Linked DNA regions of Mus musculus: region 1 is linked to region 2. Evidence: chromatin contacts called from public Hi-C data. All regions are on one chromosome and are shown on one strand. Each heading gives the region's core, a stretch centred on a gene start, on an enhancer-like site or on the middle of the called end of the contact. The rest is flanking DNA. Distances are from core to core; before and after follow the strand shown. Region 1 overlaps Egfr (epidermal growth factor receptor). Region 2 has its middle 84 kb from the start of Sec61g.

What was found. A called contact is a pair of places that touch in the nucleus more often than the background predicts.
Region 1: a contact with region 2 is called in a Hi-C map of pancreatic cancer cells, with 3 times the contacts expected there. The contact joins two enhancer-like sites. A contact is called at or near these places in 2 of 15 datasets of contacts at CTCF or cohesin (pro-B cells and stem cell-derived epiblast-like cells), 6 of 484 Hi-C or Micro-C datasets (the AML12 cell line, the N1E-115 cell line, adipose-derived mesenchymal stem cells and 3 more) and 7 of 115 datasets of contacts at active chromatin or transcription factors (astrocytes, embryonic stem cells, epiblast stem cells and 3 more).

Annotation. Positions count from the first base shown.
Region 1 is chr11:16,862,671-16,868,820 of GRCm38.p6, forward strand. Egfr (epidermal growth factor receptor) reads left to right here. Exons shown (of 28, transcript NM_207655.2): 4 at 276-410; 5 at 4,561-4,629; 6 at 5,438-5,556. Among named protein-coding and RNA genes, the nearest start is that of Egfros, 35 kb to the left of the region's middle. Within about 2 kb of position 4,076, at least 15 of the 459 cell types and tissues checked have an H3K27ac peak or open chromatin away from gene starts, as enhancers often do. A contact at or near this core is called in pancreatic cancer cells, where this site is marked.
Region 2 is chr11:16,589,502-16,595,610 of GRCm38.p6, forward strand. No RefSeq gene overlaps it. Among named protein-coding and RNA genes, the nearest start is that of Sec61g, 84 kb to the left of the region's middle. Within about 2 kb of position 2,135, at least 232 of the 459 cell types and tissues checked have an H3K27ac peak or open chromatin away from gene starts, as enhancers often do. A contact at or near this core is called in pancreatic cancer cells, where this site is marked.

The sequences.
Region 1 (6,150 bases), core at 2,826-5,325, 280 kb after region 2:
ACATTGTATAAGCCTCCCCCCCCCTACTGCATTTGTAAATTTCACAACACAGTCATCAAAGAATCCTAAGTCTTTCAGGTCTTTCAGGTCAGTCTCATGAAGAAATTCTTCACATATCCCTAGCAGGTCTTCTACAGGGTCTTTGGGTGGGGGCATCTATATTTGCACTCTGGAAACATTAAACAGAACATCAGAAATGTAAAGACATAAGCATGTGTACTGTGTGAATTAATAGGAGGCAAAGGGCCCTGATCACTGTGGTTCAATTCATGCAGAAATCCTGATTGGTGCTGTGCGATTCAGCAACAACCCCATCCTCTGCAATATGGATACTATCCAGTGGAGGGACATCGTCCAAAACGTCTTTATGAGCAACATGTCAATGGACTTACAGAGCCATCCGAGCAGTTGTAAGCGCGCCTTTTACCTTTTATTATCTTCAGATCCTCTGGTGGGCTGAAATGGAGTGTTGGGGTAGGAGAGAGCATATTAACTTTAGATCACATTCATTAACATACAAGAAAAGTAAGTAGTAAGCAAATGCTCTTTGCATTGGAGGAGATTTTATGCAAGACAATAATATAAATATTTTTCCATTGTTCAATACAACATCCATCATGGTAGAACCTTCATAAAACTATTGAACAGAGAGAAATTTCTCTATGGTGCAAGTTGCAGTGGCGGTCTGCTGGTACAAGGAATCTCCCATTCCACCTCTTACAGTGGCACAGAGGTCATCCTGATAACGTGGGCTCTGCTCATCAGCTTATCAGTGTAAACATTCTAACACAGAACCAGAAAGGAGGGCTCTCCATATTTTCCTAAATGTTCTCATCCATGCCCTAATCCTCAGGCAACCCCCTGCAACTGAGGGCCCTGCAGAGGGCCAACTAAGCTTAGGGATGCAACCTGTGCCCTTTGCTAACACCATCTCTGGAATGACATGTTTTCACTTAACAAAACTCCACCAAACCTGTTCTTCCTAATAGTACTGACCTTTCAATACTTGAATATAAAGCATGGCCTCATTTTCTACTGTCCTGTTCCTGTAATTGTGGGCTGCATACAGGGTGAGTTTGGACCTCTAGTGGAAGGGACATGAATCACAAAAATATCAACTAAAACTTTCTAACTTAATAGCTGTATTTTTATTAATGCATTGAAAAATGTAGAAAAATCTGACACCATGGTCTTTTTATGTGACAGTCTAGGAGCATTATGTGTCTACACTGTTTTGCAGCTATAACCACCAACCATCTTCAAATTTTACAAATCTGAAACTCTGAGCTCATTAAACAGTAATGACCTATTTTCTTTTTCTCCCAGGCAATCCAAACCTCCTTTATGTACCTATGAATTTGACTACTGTAGGTACCTCATGAGAGTGGAATCGTATGCTTTTTTTGTGGTTTAGTGTCTGGTTTACTTCATTTGATTAAATGACCCCAAAATTTATTCGTATTGTAGTTTATGCTAGGAATTTTTTTTTCAAGGCTTAAAATATTTTGTTATTGGCTGTACTACCATTTGTTTATCTCTTTATAGGCACTTGGGTTGACTCTCTGAATAATATTACTGTGAGTGTGGGTATTAAGTTTTTTGTTTTGTAAATATATATCCTACCAGCTACACACTGTGACATTGAGCATGTAAGAAACTGAACAGTATTTTACAATGGATTTTTGTTATTACCTATGAAATCAAGGTTAGCAGTTCTTAAGATTTTTGATGTTCAATAGGTGAACTAAGTCATACATATTTAAAATATTACATGGAGAGTTATGGAGCTGAATTTGCCACAGTTAAAATCAAGTACCTTACAATGGCAAATTTATACTCATTGATATATGAAAAACCCACAAAGGAATGTTGAAAAACAGTATACAAGATTCAAATGTTTTAACATTTGATCTCTGACCTGAAAAGGTATTAATTTAATAATATTTAGCTCTCTGTTACTAGAATAAAAATGCCTTAGTTTACAGGCAAGGTTTACTTGGGCTCGCTGCTTTGCAGCTTTCCTCCACAGTCAGTTGGCCATAGTGTTCTGGAGCCTATGGTGAGCCCATGTGTCATGATGGTGCCATAATCACAAGAGAAAGGAGGAGAGATCAGGATTGGCTTGCTCCTTCAAAGACCCTGCCTTCAGTGGCTGAGATTCCAGTACTGCCACCCTTTTTTCCCCTAATATAGCATTTTATTTATTATTTGAGAATTGCACACATGTATATAAGTAATTGTGATCATATTCAATCCCCTTTTTTTTTTCCAATTCCTCTGTTCCCCATGCCCTCATCCCAATTTTATATCTTGTTAAAATAATCCACTGAATACAATCAGTGCTGCACATATGTGCATGGATGTAGGACATCCACTGGAGCATCCTTAACCAACCAGGGGCCACACCCTCTTCCAGCAGTCAGGGATGAGTTCTCATGATCCCTTCCCCCACCCATGCTGGAATGTTGACAGGCTTGGTCATATGCAGGGCTTAGGCAGGCAGCCACAGCTGCTGAGAGTTCCTGAGAAGAACAGATGTGCTGTGTCCAGATGTTGTCTCGCAGCAGTCTTCCCTGGGCTCTGGTTCTTATCATCTTCCCACCCTCTTTTCTGTGATGTTCTTAGAGCCTTAGGAGTGTGGGCTGTGTGGCAGATATTCTATTTATGGCTGACTATTCCATAGGCACTTACTCTCTGCACTTTGGCACTTGAGAGTCTCTGTAGTAATCGTTATCTAACACACAAAGAAGCCTCTCTGATGAGGACTGAGCACTAATGACTGTAGAGATAAGTATTTGGAGGGCAGCTTGATGATGTGTCTGTGTAGCAAAATAATAGTAGTCAGTTCTTCCCGAGAGCTCAGGAGCTCTTGAGCCATGGGATCCTGGCCAAATTTGCAGTACCAGGCACAGTGTCCATCTGTGGAGTAGGTCTTAAGTCAAGCTAAAGAATGGTTAGTTTCTCCTCATAACGTTCGCACACATCTTGCCAGGTAGTCATTAGTCCTATCTCTTAAAGTCCCCATCACCTCTCTGTGCCATAAAGCGTGAACCTCTAGGAGTCGTTACGTATTCAAACTATAGCACTCATCATGAGAATAAGCCTAAGTGAACCAAAATTGCATAAATAAGTGACATTTCAAGTAAGAGTTGATTCAGTAAATTGTTCTGCAGTGCCAATGATTAAGGGACAAATAGCCCAAGTATTAGAGCTATAACAGATTTTTAAAAACAACTAGAAAATGAGAGTTATATATATTAGAAGATAGGGAATCTCTATCCCCTGGATCTCTTCCTTCTACTCTCCTCATTGAATAGCTGCAGATGCGCGTTCCTTTTGAGAAGTTTGCACTTCATCTTTAACAACAAAATCAGTATTATGAGGTGGCTTTAAATGCTATACATGTGAGGCATCTGAGATTCAGAAGAGCAGCCCACTGTGGCCAACATATTTTATCATTGATAAAGTTTACAAATTGAGGTTATAAGAGTGAATTTATGAGAAAGAAAAAAAACATAAAATCATCAGCTACTCCATGCATCAATATAAGTTCCAAATATGTATTAAGTATATGTAAGTATATATAAATAAATATGTTATATTTATACAAAATATAGGTGTAGTTCTAGAAGGAAACATGAGGATAAATATTTATAGTATCAAGTATCAAGTTGCAAAGAGAGTTCTGACACCGTCAAATAAGCTTCCATGTGAAATAAAATTGTTCTGTGAGATAAGATTGCCCGAAGAGGGCTACAGAACTAAGCAGAGTGGTCTCTACAAGCCTAATGGAGGTGGTAAGTAAGCAGCACCACAAAAAAGTGAAGGCGAGAAAAGTAAATGTGCTTCCCAGAAAGAAATTCTCAACATCTGTGCTGGTCAACATGTTGATCGTCAGTTCTCAGGATGATTAATGGCTGAATAGAAACCCTTTGCAGCTGCAACTTGATATTGACCAACTATAAAAATACAAATATTTAGCAATTACAAAGATTTCCAGACAGTAGTATGCCAGCTATTAACTAAGGTTTTAGGTGATTAGCCAAGTGACTCACAGAATTAGAATGTTCGCTTCCTGTGTCATGTTCTGCACCACTTCATGGCTTGGAGGAAAGGAGTGTTCATTTACCAGACTCAACATAACATCCTAAATATCTAGTGATGATTGCCCCACACAGTCAGTCAAGACTGAATGTAGCAAGGTGCATAAGTGTACATTGAGCGGATCTGGTTAGAGAGAAGCCTAATCAGGTGGCACCTCCGAAACCCTAAATTCATTAGCTTTGTCATTTGTGTGGCTGTGACAAGTCAGTAAGTAACCTCTGTCTCAGCTTCCACAGCTGAAGTACAAGCAAAAGCAGCCCAAGGCTCACCATTTTTTCTTTTGTGCAGGAGTCCTTTAATTTAGCTTACAAAGCATCCAACCCAACTATGAATACAAAGTTTCCAAGCTGTTCCTCATTTCTAGGACATTCTTTAGGACCTTGAGAGAGTTGTCAGTTGCGTGTTATTTGTTACTTTTATTGAAATGCACATTTAACTACTTGATTTTTATTTCAGGCCCCAAATGTGATCCAAGCTGTCCCAATGGAAGCTGCTGGGGAGGAGGAGAGGAGAACTGCCAGAAATGTAAGTCAGTGCAGCATCAGGGCCTGAGAAACATGCCCTGGTGAGGGAGTCCACACAGTATGTGGTCCTCCACTCCTCCGCTTTGTGACTGAACAAGTACAGGAGCTTGGCAAAAGACTCAGAGTTAACCACTTCATGAGCATCAGTCTTGGAAACATCACAGTGCACAACTATCTAAGGCTTACTACGTGGGATAATTTAACCTGTCATTAAATGCAAGAAAGCCAACCACCCAAGTGTCCATGGTGACACACAGGATGCCTTGTCCCCTGATCCAATCCTCCCCGTTTTCCAGAGCCAACTAATATAGAAGTTTGACGGTGTTGCTCCACAGAGTTCATGTGTGAATCCTACTAACTTAAAAAACAAAGTTTAATTTACTTCAGCATGGTTACTGCTTCACTCAAAGAACCTGGGCGTGTGTCAGCTTCAAAATTGACTGTAGTTCATTGCCTTTGTGACCTAACTATCTCGTTCCTTTAAACACTGCCTCCTGCCAGGAGCTCTTCTTGCTATGTGCCTTCTGTATTGCCAGAAATTCCCTAGATAATATCTACTTATTCAAAAGATCTGATCAGACTTGTTTCGATTATTTCTCCCAAGTGATTTGAGATAAATGATAAAAATGTACCAAGGGGAAAGTTGTGATTATATTGTTTGGCTGACTGTGAAAGCCTAGAAGCTGCTCCCTGTCACAAAACCCATGGTTCCTCCTTTATTTCTTTCTACTGGGTGCAAGCATTCCTTGGTGTCTCTAGAAGATGAGCTGCCACTTAAACACAGCTCACTGGTAATCTTTCTTTTTCAGTGACCAAAATCATCTGTGCCCAGCAATGTTCCCATCGCTGTCGTGGCAGGTCCCCCAGTGACTGCTGCCACAACCAATGTGCTGCGGGGTGTACAGGGCCCCGAGAGAGTGACTGTCTGGTAAGACTCTGGCTACTGGGGAGTTGTGCTGCAGAGCTGTGCACGTGCTCGACATCTGACTGTGACAGCAGCCTTCATGTGGTGCACATTTTAATTAAGTGTTGTCATGGACAACAGTAGCAACATTATGAGAAATGAAGGGAGCTCTTCTTCTGTAAGACCCCCTGAGAACCATCCCAGTTACCCAGACCTTTGGGCAGTATGGCATGTGCACACCATATTTTCATGCCTCTTGGGCTGCTCCCCTCCTAATCCTACCCCATCCCACAGTGTCTCCCCTCAGACCCTCTACCTCTGGTGAAAGCTCTAGTGTTAACTTTGCAGCTGTCAGGGGTTAGTGAATGTGATTCCTGGGGTCCTTGCCAACCCAAGCAAACTCCATTAGGCTCCAGAAAAGGAAGTCCACCTAAAGGTAGAGTCTAGAGTATTCTATCATTCTGGAACAGAAGATTCTTAAATTCTATAAACTAAACCTAGCTCCAGGCATCTTTTTTTTTTTTCACCTGGGTAGTCTGGTCTGATTCAAATGGGCAGCCCGGGGATAAAACTACAAATGGAGTTCTTAGAAAGATCCAACAGCTCTCTACATGGAAT
Region 2 (6,109 bases), core at 885-3,384:
ACAAGAGAGGAACTGAAACCCTCATTCAAGGACAAGGATAAATTTTAAAAACAAAAATGCAAAACGATGGTGGGTGATTTTAAGACTCCCTTCTCATCCATTGACAGGTCATCACAGCAAAAAATAAACAATAAAAAAATAGGAGTTAAATGCCGTCATGGATCACATGTAACTACTACCTACATCCTGTCTGATAACAATTACATAAAGGCAGCAATCCATCCCAAGAGAAACTGCAGAAGTACACAAACTAGTGGGGATTAGACAGCATGGTGTTGGAGGCTAAGCGGGTCACCAAAGAAATCAAGATGGAAATGATTTGCACAATTTTATCTGAGAATTGAAAACTAATACATAATTACTTACAAGACAATTTAGTAAACCAAAATCATGATATGTATACGAACTAATATTCAGCTTTAAAATGAAGGAAGCTCTGACAAAATATGGGTGAACCTTGAGGACAGGTGATACATAAACAGTCACAGAAAATCAATTTATGTATGTCACATGGGTGACAACTGCAATCAAATTCATCAGGTCAGAAAACAGAGTGATAGGCTACAGCAGCTAGAATAATGGGGGTGGGGGTGGGGGTGGGGGTGGGGGGCTGGAGTGGTTGTTTTTATGGAATAAACATTAGTTAAAGAAAATGAAGTTCTAAAAATTAATGTTGGTGAATTCCCTACTGGTGAATCCATTCAACACCAGTGAATTTAAATTCTTATGAGGTATATTATTTTGTACTTCACAATTTAAAAAATGTAGAAAATGATGAACCTGTTAAAAAGTCTCTAAGCCCCCTTATCTTGATTGTTGCCCCTCTGACTTAGGGGACTAAAATTCACAGGTAATTCAGATACTTCGATACAGTGGGAATACTGAGGTCTCCGGAAGGAAGCTAAGCATGAAGCAGCTGCTGTTGTTGTGTGAGTTTGCACAGATTGTAGTTTGAGGGAAGTTGGTTTAATGGCTTCAATACAGTTGACTGCTGGGAAGAAAATAAAAAATGGAACCACTTAAGCAGTAAACAAAATTGTAAGAAACATAAGTAAAGGGGCTTTTGTAGATGCTACTTATCTAAATAAAAGACATTTTCACCTCCATCAAATAAATTAAATAAGTTTCAAATTTAAAAAAATTACAGTACATAAGGGAAAAACAGATTAGTAGAGATCTCTTTGTTTCGGTTGGCATTCTTTCAAGGATCCGCCCAACAGTTACCTAGCAACAGCCAGGTTGGCCTGGCTTACTGTAAAAGGGATTGTTTGACCTCTCCCTATCTCTCTGACTCTCTTCTCCCTTTGACTGACCCCTTTCTCCCTCTCTCCCCATTTCCGGTCTCCCCTTTTCTCGATGCTCTCTGGCCTGCCTCTTTTCTTTCTCTCCCTCTATTCCCTTCTCAACTCCCCTTCCCATGTCCCCAAATAATCTCTATGCTACCTTGGGAGGGGGCCTCGTCGTTGGCTTGCTTAGGTACGCCCTCCTACTGCATCGTAAGGTGCTCTAGAAAACATATCCCCGTTTCTATAAAACACATAAGTTTCTCTAAAACAAACCTTAAAAGATTACAGTGCATGGAAATAAGACAAACATAATTATAATAAAGTGAGTAAAAATCAAGGAAGAAGATGAAGCGGTGTTGTTTTTACAAATACAACTCCACATATGTGAAAGAAACAGAATAGAAAAATACTCTCAAAATTATCCTTAGAGATTGAGATTTTTCAAAGCTTCCGACACTTTTATCCACACTTAATGTGTGAGATTTTAGCAATACTATTACTTAACACTTACAATTAGAAAAGCTTTAATGCTATATTTAGCAACATAGGAAACGTTTCCCACTTCCAGCAGATTTTTCTGTTTGTTTGTTTGTGGGAAGCAGGCTGAAGGAAGATGATTATAACCAGCTGCCCCTTCAATGGATCAGGACTCAAACTTCTTTGCCTGGGGTTAGCACCGGTCTTAGATGTATCCCGAGAGTAGAACATGGCTGCTTCTTGTGGGTGAGGAAGGCCCTTTTGCTGCTGTGAGATTTATAAATAGGGTCACCCAGGCGTGTAGTGACGCTGAGTGACTTGGCCATAGTAACCAAGTGAGTCAGCAGGAGGCCAGGCTCCGGTCAGAATGCACTCATCCGGAGCAGCTCTGGGAGCAGCAACAGCTGCCATGGAGAGCTGGAGGAAGACCTTTTGTAGAGCCCTGTGAGGAATGCAAGGCACGTGGTGTGTTTGAGTAACCAGGCTTGCCAGATTGCCTTTCAAGTGCAGAGCCCAGGGGGATGCAGCCAAAGGAGAGCAGAGGGTTACTGACGTGTTTTCAGGGGGTTTTCTTAGCCTGAGTGAGTAAGGCATGCCCTTCTCTCTTCCAAACAGGGAGGCTGCAGGTTGGTGGTCAGACCACCTGGCCCTGCTGCTACTCAACTTTCATTAAACCTTCTGTAGCCCATTTTGGAGTCTTTTCTTTGCAGGTTTATCAATCTCCATGTAGTCAGCAAGGGCAACCGCAATGCTTTTCTCCTGGCCCCTGGCATGGCCAGGTTGGCTGGGCCCTGAAGGTGCTTTTTTGCCCTAGTAGCTGAGATCTACATTTGTCCCTCATCTGTATTCTGAATTCATGGAGATTTCTGTGCGGAGAGTGCTGGACAAGTTGAAACTGGGCAGGTATTTCTCAGGAATGTTTTTAGAATTCCATTTGAATGCCTTTTCTCTAGTGTCATTTACTGTAGCTGAAGCAGCCAAATTACTGGGATACTCACTGACCAAGACAGGCTGACTGCTGGTCAGCTATCAACCTGGCTCTACAGAAGCGAAAGGATCCGTGGGATCTGCTAGTGTGTGTGTGTGTGTGTATGTATGTGTGTGTGTGTGTGTGTGAGAGAGAGAGAGAGAGAGAGAGAGAGAGAGAGAGAGAGAGAAAGAGAGAGAGAGAGAGCGCACGAGTGAGAGACAGAGACAGAGAGAGACAGAGACAGAGACAGAAGCTTCAGAATATTTCAAAGCTCCCTGGGATGTGAACATTCAGAAGTTGAGAAGCTGGTGTGGAGCATAACAGGCCACCCTTGCCAAGATGGCTTCTGATACTGTTGTGTTTTATAAAAAGAAAGAGGATACGTTTGATAAAGCCAGGTATGGTGAGGTGGGAGGGGTGCCTTGGCGGGTCATGACAGGTATAGTGTAGACAGAGTTTATTTAGGGCATGGGAAGCGGGGGGGGGGGGGGGTTAGAAGGAAGTAGAGGCAGAGAAAAACACACAGAGGGGGAGAAGGGAGGTGGGGAGAGCGGGGGTAGGGGGGGAAGGCTGTCCAGGAACAGGTGGAGAGGGGTGCGGAGGAATGGGAGGGAGGGAGAAAGGGGTCAGGGAGAGAAGAGAGTCAGAGAAAATTAGAGAGTAAGAGGAGGGAGCAAACAACCCCTTTTATAGTGAGCCAGGCCTACCTGGCTGTTGCCAGGTAACTGTTGGGCGGAGCCTAGAAGGAATGCTAACAGATAACTGTACTTATCCTGAATCTTGCTGCAGGCCTGTCCTCCTGGGCAGGGGCAGCAAAGAGTGGGAGCTCTGGCTTCAGAGGAGAGCATGTGGATCTGTTCCTTTCCTTGGCAGGCCTGGAACTCACTCTGTAGACCAGGCTGGCCTCGAACTCAGAAATCCGCCTGCCTCTGCCTCCCGAGTGCTGGGATTAAAGGCGTGCACCACCACGCTGGGCTCCACTTTGTTTTAAAAGTTGCTTTTTCAGTTTGCTGTGTAAAAACTTTTAGTTGAGTTCCCAGTGGTACTCTGTGCTGTTTTAAATTGTTTGAGATGTAGGTTTCTTCAAATGCCTACCATTTCTTCTGAGGAGGCTACAAGAAACCTGTTTCAGGAGATATAGGGAAGGAAGATTGTATCTGAGGGTTGTTTGGGCAAAGAGGTTTGGCTGGGTGGGTGGTTGGGAAAAGAATTGAGTAAGATTCTCCATCTCTGTTGTCTTCTGTCTCTAGCACCTAGTGACAGAACCTGACGAGGATCGACTATCAAACTAAGTAGGCAGTTACACACACACACACACACACACACACACACACACACACACACCAGGAGCAGAATATACAGAAGAATGAAAGCTAAGAACAATAGTTACTAGCACATGGTTTACCCTAACTTGTCGCTGTCAGTGTCCTTCAGATATGTCAGAACCCAACCTGGCCATAGCCCCAGCCATATCTGTTTTCACCACCAATTTCTGAATGAAGTTCAAACACCACAACCCCCCCCCCCCCACACACACACACACACACACACGGAGTGTGTATCCCACCTAAGGGATTTTCTTCTCTTCGTATTCATAACACTGCTGGCCAATGACTATATATAAATAATGTTCTTCATTGTTGTGGCCAAATGTCAGACAAGAAGCAGTCAAGAGAACTTATGTTGGCTCAGGGTCTGGAGGATATGGTGACCCTTCAGGATAGAGAATTAATAGTAGCAAGCAGTATATTTGGTAATTCAGAAAGCAAAACAGGGGATGCCAAGAGTTAGCTGGTTTTCTTTTTATTCCCCTTTTTATTCAGTTTAGGGCACGGCAGCTAGGACTGGCACTTAAAACATCACTATCTTTCTCCAGCCAAGATATGCTACACTGTAAGTAGGTGACATTTCCCAGAATCCTACCTAGTGGCTGCTCGGACCTTTCTAACTTCCTGTTACAAAAGGACGCTGGAGCAAACTGGGTAGGAAACACATTTATTATTCTTGCTCCCTTTGATACAGTTAGAGCGTGTATGACTAGAATTTTGAGGGTCCATGCATGTCTTTAAAGTTCTCTTCCTGTAGCCTGGGTACCAAGATTCTCTGTGAAAGGAACATCTTGATTTATGATGTTAGTCCTCAATTGCCCTTCTGTGTTTAGCTCAGTCTCTCACTTGTCAATTTATGGTATAGAACTGAGGGTTCTCTCCTACCCTTAAGCCATGATTCCTAAGCATTTATCTCAGCCTTTAGCATTAGGCCTTGTTTCTAATCTCCTGATTATGGATTATTCTTTCTGATACAACCAAGTTTTTATAATCATCTCTAGGTAAATTGAAAATTAACAGGCTATTCACAGAAAAAAGACATTAATAATCAGCTAGTGTAGATGACATTTCATCTTTACAACAATGAGAGAATGCACATGCACATTCTCTCTCTCTCTCTCTCTCTCTCTCTCTATATATATATATATATATATATATATATATGTGTGTGTGTGTGTGTGTGTGTGTGTGTGTTTAATTATCATTTTTCTGATCATATTCAATACCACTTCTTCCCCTACCTCTTCTCTGATCCACCCTCCTTTTCTGCACTTTGTATACTCTATTATAATAACCTTCCTAGAATCCCATCTTTGCTGTCCATATACTCACAGGTATAGTGCCATCCACTGGAGTGTAGAAATCTATAGGGCTAGACCCTGAAAGAAAACAGACTGTCCCTCCTCTAGAAGACATCATCTATCAATAGCTCCTCAGTTAGGGGTGGAAGTTCACGACCCCTTTGACACTATGCCAAAATGTTGACTTGCTCCATCTTATTCAGGTCTCCTAGGCAACCACAACTGCTCATGAATGCAATAGTCATTTCAGGTCCAGAAGATTTTGTGTGGTTCCTGCCTTCCCTGATCTTTGGCTCTTACACTGTTCTTGTTCCCTACACATTTAATTATTTTCAGAGAAAGGCAGAAAAAGGAAAACCTATAAAACATCTATATACCTTATGATAAGAAAATGATTCAATAAGCCACTGGTGCCCTGTAATAGAACTTAATGATAACATGAACTGATGAGCACTTTAAAAACTGGCAACAGATTTTGATATGAATATAAAAATACATAACTTATGTATTAAATTACTTAAATGATTTCACATGTCCCAGAGGATGAAGGCAATTGATGATGACTGGCAGTAGATGAGGAGGTCAGCTCAGGACCTTTTGGAAAATTCCACCAGAGCCCTCCCCTCCTGCGTGAGAAAGGTCATGGACCACTTAGGCACCCCTTCCTTCCAGAAGGGAGAGGCTTAATTACATTCTGGGCGGGGGTGAGGAGGATGGACCATCGGCCACCTGTGGGTCAGGGATGCC